Linked DNA regions of Mus musculus: region 1 is linked to region 2. The links are chromatin contacts, called in public HiChIP or PLAC-seq maps. All regions are on one chromosome and are shown on one strand. Each heading gives the region's core, a stretch centred on a gene start, on an enhancer-like site or on the middle of the called end of the contact. The rest is flanking DNA. Distances are from core to core; before and after follow the strand shown. Region 1 holds the start of Dpf1 (D4, zinc and double PHD fingers family 1). Region 2 overlaps Actn4 (actinin alpha 4).

What was found. HiChIP or PLAC-seq counts read pairs in DNA pulled down with a chosen protein or histone mark.
Region 1: an HNF4G HiChIP or PLAC-seq map of pancreatic cancer cells shows a contact between it and region 2. The contact joins the promoter of Dpf1 here to the enhancer-like site in region 2. A contact is called at or near these places in 7 of 39 promoter capture datasets (the 3T3-L1 cell line, cranial neural crest, frontonasal cranial neural crest and 4 more), 5 of 484 Hi-C or Micro-C datasets (B cells, cortical neurons, embryonic limb bud and 2 more), 2 of 115 datasets of contacts at active chromatin or transcription factors (epiblast stem cells and pancreatic cancer cells) and 2 of 9 other capture datasets (macrophages and pancreatic islet).

Annotation. Positions count from the first base shown.
Region 1 is chr7:29,303,458-29,309,282 of GRCm38.p6, reverse strand. Dpf1 (D4, zinc and double PHD fingers family 1) reads right to left here and starts at 1,282. Exons shown (of 12, transcript NM_001368371.1): 1 at 1,185-1,282. The coding sequence starts at 1,213.
Region 2 is chr7:28,951,049-28,957,078 of GRCm38.p6, reverse strand. All of the region lies in intron 1 of Actn4 (actinin alpha 4), which reads left to right. Gm51446 (a long non-coding RNA gene) reads right to left here. Exons shown (of 2, transcript XR_003946620.1): 2 at 3,009-6,030. Among named protein-coding and RNA genes, the nearest start is that of Actn4, 8.3 kb to the left of the region's middle. Within about 2 kb of position 3,423, at least 121 of the 459 cell types and tissues checked have an H3K27ac peak or open chromatin away from gene starts, as enhancers often do. A contact at or near this core is called in cortical neurons, hematopoietic stem and progenitor cells and pancreatic cancer cells, where this site is marked.

The sequences.
Region 1 (5,825 bases), core at 33-2,532, 350 kb before region 2:
CTCCCCCATCTTCTCCCACCCCTCTGGATCCGGGGGCGGGGCAGGGTGCTGGCAGGGAAGCAGCTACCTAAAACTTGATTATGTCTCGGGTTAAGAAGTGTTCACAGACAATATAAAAACAAACCAAAACATACCGGGACCCATCCACACATGAACGTAGCCAAACACCCAATACAAACAAATCGCACATGGCCACACGGGATTCACACACAAAGAGAAACGTATCCCAATCTTCACAAAGGAGTAGCAAACAAATTCTCTCTGTCACACAGACACACATCTCTTGCAGAACACAAATAATCCAAATCAAAAAAAGCCATAGAACTACCTATGAATGTCATGTATCCAGAGACCCAGATGGTTCCAGAGACAGCTTATCCACAAAGACCCACAACATGGAAACACACCACACAACACTCATCCCAACAGTCACACAATGTCAAAAGATAGGGACCCTATAAACATTTACATATGCGCTTACATATCCATCCAAAGACACTCCAGCCAAACACACAATACAAAGACATCACTGAGATTTTCAAGGGTACACATACACAGAAACCCCAAATTTAAAATGCATCCCCAAATACACAGGTACACGCCTTGGAAACAGAGGGGCAGTCAGGTCTGCTCATGTTCACACAAAAATTTAGACCTATCCTCACACGTCCATATCCAAAGACACAGAACATAAATGGTGCAGATTCGCCAGACATGTGCACACACTTCGAGACCCAAATACTCAGATAGGTAGTGCAGAATAAAAGAAACCCTATACATACCCACACATTCAGCTACAAAGCAAAAAGCAATGTATAAGTCGCTCAACACACTCCACACCCCAAGACAAAGGTAGCGTGGATTCGAGTGTACCCAGGCCCCAGCTTCCCTAGACCATGTACCCTCTCTCAAACCCTGGCATCCCTGGGAGGGGACATGACCCCTTTCCCCTAAAAATCCTTGGAGACCCCTCCCCCACGCCCTCTCCCAGTCCTGGAGCAACGCGTCGGACATCATTCTTGCTAAACACCCTCAGTCACATACACTCGCACCCCCGCACGCGGTGACAGCCCCCTGACACCCCACCAGCCCCACCCCCAGCGGCCACACACATACACACGCGCGCGCGCGGCCGCACAGACCCGCCCGCGCCGACTCCCCCGCCTCGCGCCCACCCGCACCACCTCAGGGGGCTGGGGATGACCGTGGCCATCTTGCTCCCCGGGTCCTGCCCCCAGCAGGTCCCTGCCGGGTCGGTCCTCCCAGCGGTCGGGCGGGCGCTGAGGCCGCCCATCCATTCATTCCCAGGGGGCGGGAGCACGAGGATCTCAGCCAATCAGGATGGCAGGGCGGGCCGCCCAGGCCATGCCGGGAGTGGTAGTCCCTAGCGGGTCCTCCGACCCAGGGGGTGGGGTGGGGGAGGGATGGAGGATCTCGCAGTCGTTCACACACGCTCACTCACACGCACTTCCAGCCCCACGTGCACAGACGCATGCACGCACACACGCGCACATGGCAGCTTACACATAGTCACACTACACTCGCAGACTTCCATTCACCCCACCTTCACGCACAACCGGCCACAGGCGCGCGGGGACCTCGCAGGTGCCCACCCAGCTGTGTCACCAGCACGCCAAACGCCACCTAGCACTCCAAGCTGTAGAGAACCCATCGTGACTGAGAGATGACTCTCGCGGCCACCCCAGTCCACTCCTACGAAGGACTACAGAACTGCCTTCCTTCTTCCTGGCCTCAAATCCTCGCTTGTGGGACTTGGTGCGCATGACTTAAGCTAAGCGTTCTGGGCCTGTCTCAACGGACTGAAGATTACAATAGCAACAGGGTAAGTGACTGTTTTAGGGACAGCATCTTGCTGTTCAGCCCAAACTGGCCATTTTTCCTGTCTCTCCAAGTGCTGAAATTAGTGTGTGACGCCATACCAGGCAAGTGCTGGAATTAGTACCTGGCAGATACCTATAAATTCATTTATTCCACCGAGAAGATATCTACAAAGAGGATCTGATATGTACCAAGGCATAAAGTGGTTGCACTGTTATTAGGAAGAATAAATAGCCTGCCTTAGCAGGTGTTCAACAAATATTTGTTGAGTGAATACTTAACACTCACTATGTGCTTAACACAGCTCTCTCCAGGTTAAACCGGACTATCCTCATTTTCTAGAGAAGGGCTTTGAGATCCTGGGAGGAAACCTTACCTGTTCTCAGCCCCTGGCTGCTGTCTGGATATAGAATTCGTGTGCCTGCACACGTCCCTACAGGATCCTCCTTGCCTCCTTTTCTCTCCCACACTCTACCCTAAGAGATCCCCAGAGAATGAGCTGACCTACTGAATATCACACACACACACACACACACACACACACACACACACGACTCACACTCAGCCCCACCTCTGGGGAATAACTTAGCATTCTGATTAGAGTGGCAGCATAAATTAGCATATCAAGTGTTAATACAAAAAAAATTCTTGTCCAGCAGGGGGCGGTCCACCCATCATAAGTCTCAAGGTTTCCCGCACTTCACACACACAATACACCTCTAGACTGCTATAGCTCCCTTCCACAAATGTCCCCATCCACCCACCCACCCACCCATCTCAGGCGTCCCCCGGCACTGCAGGGTGTCTGATTTACGTCCTGCCCAGGAATAAATAAGGGGTGTGGGTACCCCTCACATAGTATCATCTCCAGACCATGCCATGATACGTCCAGTCTCCAGACCCAGTATTGAGCTCAGAGGGTCCTTGTCACAATCCTCTGCCACCCTCCAGATTCCCAGCACACCAACTTGATTTCGCAGCTCTACCTCAGCCCTTACACTCAGATCCTGTCACCTCTGAAGCCCAGGCTACTACCAGGAAAGGCCCCGGCTCTCTTTCCTTTCCCATCACTGTCACAGACCCTTCCTAGAATGCTCTCCTCAGAACTTGGCCCTCCCAGTCCTCAGTTGCCCAAGCAACGCTCCTGCCCAGGAGCCCAGTGCCCTGTGTGATAATGCTAATTACTCGCTATTTACATCAATACTTTGAGTCGGGCTCTGTGCAGAGAGAGTGCTTGACAGAGACAGGATTTTTAGTGAGGTCCTATGGCTCGGGTATGTCACCCTAGCATTCGACCACAGCCTGTGCCTAGAGAGTTTTTAAGACTCTGTCTTGAAAACAGAACAAAACAAACAAAAACCCACAAGACTAAAAGATGGAGCAGAGCGTGCTGGCACACACTTGTAATCCCAGCACCTCACAGGTGCCAAGGGGAGGTCAGAAACTCCAGGCCAGCCTCCTTGACTTAGTGTCTGAGGCCAGCTTGAGCTGTCCATAACGACTAATTCAACAGTCTCCTCGAGCCTTGCTGCGGACCCCTTCAGGAAATGCAAACTGCTCTGCTGCCCAACCCACACACAGTAACACTGAGGCCCAGAGCGGGCTTCAAGCCAAGTGTGAATCCAGGCAGAGAGAACTGCAGCCAGCGCCAATGGACTCTTCTTCCCAGGGGGATTTGGCTCTAGCCCTGGCCTGGAGTTCCTGTGTAGACCAGACCAGCAGACATTCTCCTGCATCTGAGATTAAAGGCGTGGGCCACCACGACCTGTGGCTCTGGCACTCCTGAGGAGCAAGTGTGTCCTCACTTCCAGCCCAATAGACAGACCCTTTGGAGGGTACCCTGAAGAGATTGGCTGCCCCCTCTACTCCTGCAGAGGGCACACCACACACACTTCCTCCAACGTGTCTGCAGACCCACCAACGCAGATTGGAACTCCAATCTTCACTGATTTCAGGGTATCCCTCCAAAAGGCAGACCTCTGTGTGTGTGGCTTTGAATGAGAGGCAAGCATAGCATATTATCATTACTCTCCCCTTCACACTGACCCAGGCAGCAGACAGTCCCCCATGCTCCACTGTAAATCCCTGGCCCCTAACTCTAACCCACCCCCCATACCAGAAACCAGAAGCAACTGGGGAGGGGCTTTGGTCCAAATAACCCTTCTGTGGGTGGATGGGGGTTGGGGACGCACACCCCTTGCCATCCCAAAGCTCCAGGCTCAAGGTCAAGTCCGTGAGTGCAGGGGGTGGGGAAAGGGGGAGGTAGCCCCGGCCCCTTTGTGCGGCGCCGCGGGCGCTCGCCCTCCGCCTCCTCTGCCGGGCCGGGAGCGGGGGAGGGGAGTGCCGCTCTCCTGCAGGGAGAGAGGGCGGGAGCGGCCACGCTCCTGTCACTCGGAGCCGGCTGTCACCGCCTGGGAAAGGGGATGGGGGGGTGGGGGATAGAGAGCGCAGGGACCCGGGAGTCCGGGATCCCGAGAAAGGACAGAGAGAGGGAGATATAAAGAGGTGAAGCTGACATCGGGTGGCAAAAAGCTAGGAGGGACCGGGAGGGGCTAGCCTCGGACCCCGGCGGCCGGGTGTCCAGTCACCCGGCCGAGCAGGCAGCCAGCGCTCTGAGGAGAGTAGAGCACAAACCCAAAGGGAGGGAATTCCCGGAGAGGGAGGGCGCTCCCAGCACCGGCTCCAGAGGCACCGGTCCCCAAGGGGATGGGAGGTGCTCGCGTTAGATGGGTATGGGCGGGGAGAAGGAGGAATACAGTGGTCCAAGCCGACCGAGACATCGGGACTTCTAGGTCTGGGAGACCCGAGAGCAAAGAGAGGAGACAGTAAGGACTCAAATGGGGATGGCCTTAGCTTCCACTCTGCAGCCACGGGGTTCCCGGAGAAAGACCCGACAAGAGGATGCTGCTTTGATGAGGGGGAATGGGGTGAGATGCGTGAGGCTCCTGGTCTGTACTTAAAGGTTGGTACCTCCCACCCACCCGGGGAAGTCGGGCACCCCAAAGACTCCGAGGAGCAGAGATGAGTAGGCGAGTGAAGCCCCTACCCCCACTCTGGGTGGGGACACGGCCTCCACCACCCCCTAGCCCGCGGCACATTCCTTCACTGACAGCGACAAAGAAGAGGCGCCCCGGTGATCCAGAAGGGCTCCGGTACCTAACCCCAGGGGCAATAGGGGGTGGAGGGTCAGCAGGGGAGTGAGACGCAAGGGGGTCCTCAAGTACCATTTATACCATCCACGCGCTGCGTCCCCCAACCCGGCCCGGGGGAGTGCGGTGGGGAGGACCCGCTCCTGAGGGAGGGGTTTCGGACTTGGGGAAGGGACACTCACGACTTGAGCGGGTTCTGAATGGCGGTGGCCATGGCCCGCTCGGCTGGGCCGCCTCCGGCCCGGGGCGCCGCTGCTGCTGCCGCTGAGCGCGGGCCCAGCCCGGCCTGCGCCGCCCGCTCTGCCGCCCAGCGCGCTACGATTTCATTCATTCTTGGGGCTGCGGCGCGAGCGAAGCGGGGCGGGCCGGGGGCGTGGCTCAGCCAATCCCCGCGCCTCCCGGCGCACGACGGGACCTGGAGTCTAGGGGCGCGCGGCGGCGCCCGAGGGCGCCCCTGTAGGGACTACACGTCCCAGGGGCCGTTGGGAGTATGGCGTACTCATTGGTTGCTGGGGATACAGGGCGGGACTGGGCTTCCTACTAACGCATCCTTCCCACTCTGGGGATGCCTGGGTCCCAGCTGGGGCTTCTTCCACCAGCTAGTCCCTTACCGCCACCACCCCAAGGGATGTGGATGACCCACAGGGTGTAAGGAGTATTTATATTTTCTGTCCCTACTTATCTGAGTGGCTCTAACTTGTAAAGCTGTCCCAGAACAGAAGGGTTGAATCAATGTCTTTGTCCATTGACATAGCAACTATGGGCGGGCACTCTCCTTGGCACTGGGGACACAGCAATGACAAAGTCGCTGCTCTTCTCAAGGAGTTCACATTCTAG
Region 2 (6,030 bases), core at 2,174-4,673:
ACTCATGTTACTTTGTTAACAATTTTTCCCTCTCCTTTTCTCATGGAAATAAGAGGCTAGTGATATAGCAAGTTGGCAGTTCAATGGCCAAGGTAACTGAGACTCTGACCTATTAAAAGGGAGATGAAAGCAGATACAAAAAACATCTTTCCTGGACCAGTGAAAGAAGCCTTTATACTGGGTAGTTTGAGAGCTCAAGATTAGAGTCCTTTTAGTTAGGTTAAAACATCAAAGACCAGTTACAAGGGAGCGTAGTTACAATGTAGGTGTCAGGATTTGTTACAGAGTATCTGAAAGTGGCAGAACAGTTCTTAACACCTTAAGAAGATTCATGAGTAACATTTTAGTCTGTTGCCCAGATATCTGGAGTCTAATGTCATTGAATTAAAGAGAAACAACTATTTTCAGTTGTAACCTCTTTTTAAAGATGAGGTGGCCCAAACCATCTGACAGGGATGGGCCGTCTGGCAGAAAGCAGCATCTCTGTATAGATGAACAAACCTGAGTGCTTGGGGATTTTAGTCCAGGAGCAGTCTGCCTGGACTATAAAGTCTCTGAAACATTTATCTTGATGCTATGCTTCTTTTGGTTGTGGTTTTTTCCTCCCCACATCCTTCTCTCTTGTACATAGTAGATTGCCCACAGAAAGTCCTCAGGAGCTAGTTTGAGCCACAGTTACTGGGGAGGCTAGTGGCCATTTTCTTAGCTATGATGTATTGAAATGTTACCTGAAAAGCTGTGGGCTGATCTTCCTGGGACTTGGTGTTTGCCTGTTGTACTTGCTCCTTTATTCTTGCAATGACCTCTCCCAACCGCCCACCCCCAACCAATGGTTAGGTAACATGCCTGTGTGTATGAAGAAACTGACCCAGATAGGCTCTGCATTTAACTCAGTCTCCTAAACTCTTTCATACTCATGTTTACCTTATATACTTAATAAATATCTTTAAGTCGACTTGAAGATTTTTAGGTTTAAAAAAACAAATTGAAAACTGCAGGACTGCAGTCCCAGTACTTGGGAGGTGGAGGCAGAGGGAGAATGGTGGAAATCATCCTCAGCTGCTGCTGAGCTTAAGCCAGCCTGGGCTACACAGAACACTTCTAATTTTTTTGAGACAGGGTCTAACTGCAGCCCCAGATGGGCAGGAATTCACAGAGATCCACCTGCCTCTGCCTTCTGAGTCCTGGGATTAAAGGCGTGCACCACCATGCCTGACACTAAAAGCCTTTTTTTAAAAAGGGGAGATCTGTATGGTGTTTGACAGATTTGGTTTCCCTGGCTATACATAAAAGGAAACTGTAAAAATAAATCCATGGAGAACGAAAGAATGTCAAGTTCCAGTGGGGTCCTATTCCTGCCAAAGGCGCTGGCTGGCCTAAGGCCAGCTTCCTTTGTTCAGAGGGGTGGTGCATACTGGTGGGGATTGAAGACCCATGTGGCAAGATACTTCTGAAATCACCAGGTTAACTGGTGACTGACTTGAAGGGACAAATCCTTTTTGTGGCTCTACAGAGGGTCTGTGGAGGAACATCCCTAGTGCCTGCCACACTCATCTGACCCTAGGAACATGTCCGGAAGTGGGCAGAGCAGTGACTCACCCAGGGGGTACTCAGTCCCTTGAATGTCCCACGAGATTTGCTCAGGATTGGATGATACTTGATTCATCCTTGCTCAGCCCCCCTCCCATTTTTGTTTTCTGTTTCTCTTTTATGGGATAGGCTCTGATTTAAACCAGGAGGGCTTCAAACTCCTGCATTTGCTTTCTGAGTGCTAGGATTACAGGTCCACAGTACCACTCCAGACTATATTGTAAATATAAAAGTGTGCACTTTCACTTGCTCCACACATAGATTCTCTCCAAGGCTCAGTTTTCTTAGACTTACATGCTGGAAGCCTGGGCACTGCCATGAATAAAATATCCGGCTTTCCTGTCTAAAAGGAAAACTGGTGCTCTCCTGTGGAGTTACGACTGACTTACCAAAATGTTTTTCTTCTAAATATCGGAGCAGAACAGATTCTTTGTCTTGTAGTGGAAGCATGGACATAGGGAAGTAGTAGCTGGAAGTGGCTGTTACTGCCCTGAGGAACATCTTGGGAAATATCCTTGTGATGGTGTTGCAATGACTGAGTGGGGTGCTGGAATACCAGTAGCACAATAGCATTTGTGTCTGCTGCAGACAGAAAGAAAGGCGACATTGTGGTTTGTTTTATCCTTTTTCAAAATTTTCCCTCAAAGGTGTGGGGCTGAGTGATGTGTGTCACTGGCTGTCCAGTGGGTTTTCTGATAGTGGGTGGAGTGTAAGCAGCCTGTCTTACCTCTTCTCCCAAGCCCCACATACACACAGAGCAGAGTTTCTCTATAGAGTGCAGGTTTGTTTTTTTTTTTTGTTGTTGTTGTTTTTTGTCTTTCGAGACAGGGTTTCTCTGTGTAGTCTTGGATGTCCTGGAACTCACTCTGTAGACCAGGCTGGCCTTGAACTCGGAAATCCACCTGCCTCTGCCTCACAAGTGCTGGGATTAAAGGTGGGCGCCACTATGCCCGACTCTTTTTTTTTTTTTTTTTTTTTTAAGATTTATTTATATATGTGAGTACACTGTAGCTGTCTTCAGATACACCAGAAGAGGGCATCAGATCCCATTACAGATGGTTGTGAGCCAATATGTGGTTGCTGGGAATTGAACTCAGAACTTTTGGAAGAGCAGTCAGTGCTCTTAACCACTGAGCTATCTCTAGTTTTAAGTGCAGTTTTAAGAATGTCTCTAACAGCACTCCAGAGTGAGGTACAGCAACAAGTGAAATGCTATGTCCCTGACTCCCCACTATAGTAGAGGAAGCCAATTTGAGGTTAAACTGCCTTATGGAAGGAAGCTTGCAAATGATTCAGCATCCAGGGGGTGGGGAAGGACAAAAGGATGACCTGACAGGGTTGCTTGAGGGAGTATCTCAGGCAGGAAGAGGAGTTGTGGGTCTTCTGTTCAGGTATCCGAATGACAGGCCTTTGATCACTAAAGGCCAAACAAAGCCAGTCCTGGAAACTGGCTTCAGTCAGCAGCATCAGGACACTGGTGCTGTCTCTCTGCCTCTCTTTGCCTCTGTCTGTCTCTCTGTCTCTCTGTCTCTGTCTCTCTCTCTCTCTCTCTCTGTCTCTCTCTCTGTGTGTGTGTGTGTGTGTGTAGATTAGATTAGCACATTAGCACTCTTGTCTGACTAACTCTGGCGTGAATAGAAGGTATTTAATTGCTCTCACCATGGAAACACAGTCTGCTTACTATTTAGGGGAGTGCTGCACCCAATCCAGGGGCCCCTGGGCAGAAAAGCTGCTGCCAGGTGGTCTTACAGGAAAATGCCCACATGTCTTGCACAGTGGCCATGCCCAGAAGGGTATGAGTGGCTGTGTTCCCTGACAAGAAGAGAAGTTGGGCCAGCCTACTTTATTGATAAGGGATATGCACAGCAGCTGGTGCCTTTGTAGCCACTCTAGGGTCTTTTTCTCTAGGCTTTTAGAGTTGGAATTTCAGCTATGTGGCCTTTTATTGTCTCAGTGCTGGGGGTCAAACCCAGGACCTCACATGTGTTAAGGAACAGCTTTACCCCTGAGCTACTAAACACCCCCCCCCCCCACTCCATGTGTGTCTTCATCTTTTGCCTGTTTTTTACAAACACAAATTTAAAATTCTAAAGTTCTCATCAGACCCCAAGAGCAAATAAAGAGCACTATTAAAAAATAAAAACTTTTTAAAAATCCACATCTTTCCAGCTCTGAGAACACCCCCAACCTTTCCTTTAAGATACATGGCTCATTAAATTCCTGATGAAACTAAAATCCTTGTGAGAAGTGTGGCCCTGGCTGGTGCCGACATGGCTTGCTTTGGGAAAGGCTGGGGTTTCTTTGTTCTTTTTGTCCTTTCTTTTTTTAACTTTAAGACTTAACATAATCTTCTAGTTTGGGCCTATGAAGTAAACCCAGTTTCAAAATTCAAAATGTCTGGAAGCAGTGACTTGCCAGGCTGGTTCAAGGGCAGTCTGATGAATTGGCCCTTCTTGCAGGCTGTCTGTGAAGCAGTCATGATTCAGATTTTCAAGTCCTGGAAGGTATCCAGACGGTAAACATCGCTGGGGTTGTGAGGCAGTTACTTTTTTTTTTTTTTTTTTTTTGGATCATTTGAGCTGTGCTGCCAAGACTGTGGTAGATTTGACTTTCTGTAAAACAGAACGGCCTGTATCAAGATGTCTTTTTCAGAGATGTTGGCTTTAGTCACCCATTCCTATGGTTCTTGGTGGGGTGGTCAGGAAATAGACACACCAGTGAGTGGAGGGACTTCTTAGTCACCACCCCCCCCCCCTTTTCAGACAGGGTCTTACTGTGTAGTACTAACTAACTTGGAACTCATTATGTGGATCAGGCTGACGCAGAGCTCAGATCTGTCTGTGGCCATACTTTCCAAGTGTTTGGGATTAAAGGTGTGTGGGCACATACCCAACCCCCAACACACTCACCTGCCTTGGCCACTTCTTAAAACTTTTTTTTTGATATTAGAAATTAGGTCCAGGGCCTTTGGTTGTTCTGCAGACGGCCCCTGTGCCACATCCCTAGCATGCCAACCTCTCCTCACTTTGAGGAAGCCGCTAGTACAAAACCCTGACTGGCCAGGTACCACATAGTCAAGCCTGGCCTCTAAAACTTGTCATCCTTCTGTCTCAGCTGGTATTATAGACCATCATGCCCAGCTTTTATAACCCAGTGATGGGGTCAACTGAGGGAAGAAAATCCAGTACACTGATAACTCTGAACACTTTCTGGATGCCTGGTTAATGAATCTTGGCCCCAAGCTGGGGAAGATGTGGAATGGTCAGTTGGATTCTACTGCAACACAGGAGTACCACAAGACTCAGTGGGATAGAAAACCCACAGGCCACTGTATTCCCTGAGCAGCTACCGTAGACTTAAGAAAATTCTGGGCCTTTTGATAAACAAGCCCAAGCCAACCCTTGCCAAATACGGCCTGCTAGCACTAAGACTGTAGGGTTAGCTTAGGAGACAACTTTTCTTGCCTAAAAATAAATTTCTGTTCCTATCAAACATTCCAAGCATAGTTGGAAAATGAGATTTCTGAGGAGTGGCAGTTCAGGCTCTAGTGGGTTCAGTTTTGTCAAGAGTTCAGGGCCTCTGGGGACTGTTTTGGGATTGGTGTGTGACCACTAAACTAAGGAAGTTGGAGGACTAAAAAGATGCAGGCCTTCTTCCATCTCATTCTATATGTTCTCAGTTGCCTTGGAGGTTGGTGGGGACAGGGACACCACACATGTACATAAGGAAGCTAGGGGCCTGGGGATATGGTTCAGTGAGCAAAGTGCTTGCTGCCCAGGACCTGATCTAGGGTCCCTAGCACATGTAAAAGCCAGCCATGGCAACACGTGTCTGGAACCACAAGGTACATATGTGCAGGAAGACAGGCAGATTTGGAGGGCTTGCTGGCCAGCCAGTGTAGTCAGGGCAGCGACTTCCAACTTAGCGAGAGAGCCTGTCTCAAAAATAAGGCTAGAGACATAACCTTGGTTAAGAGCCTGTACTCTTGTAGAGGACTAGGGTTTGATTCCTAGTATTTACTAGGCAGTTCAAACTGGCCTATAACTCCAGTTCCATGAAATTTAATACCCTCTTCTGACCTCTGGGCACTCAGATGGATGAGGTTCACATATATACTCTTCAGGAAAACAGGCAGAGAAGCAATAGAGGAAGACATGATAGTGTCAGCCTCTGGCCTCTACATGTGCCTGCAAAGGTTAGTGTGGACACACACAGTAAACCAGATAGCTTGGGTTCTGTGCTATAAACTAATGTCAGCTAGCAATTTACTCTGGTATATTGTGGACTGTCAGCACATAATCCTCTGAAGTAGATTTTAACCTCATAGTACATGCAATGGAACCAGGGACTGGGTTGAATAACACCCATCTTTAATCAAGGGGTTTGAGACAGAAGGATCATAAGTTCAAGTGAGCAAGAGAGACAGACTGTCTCAAAAAA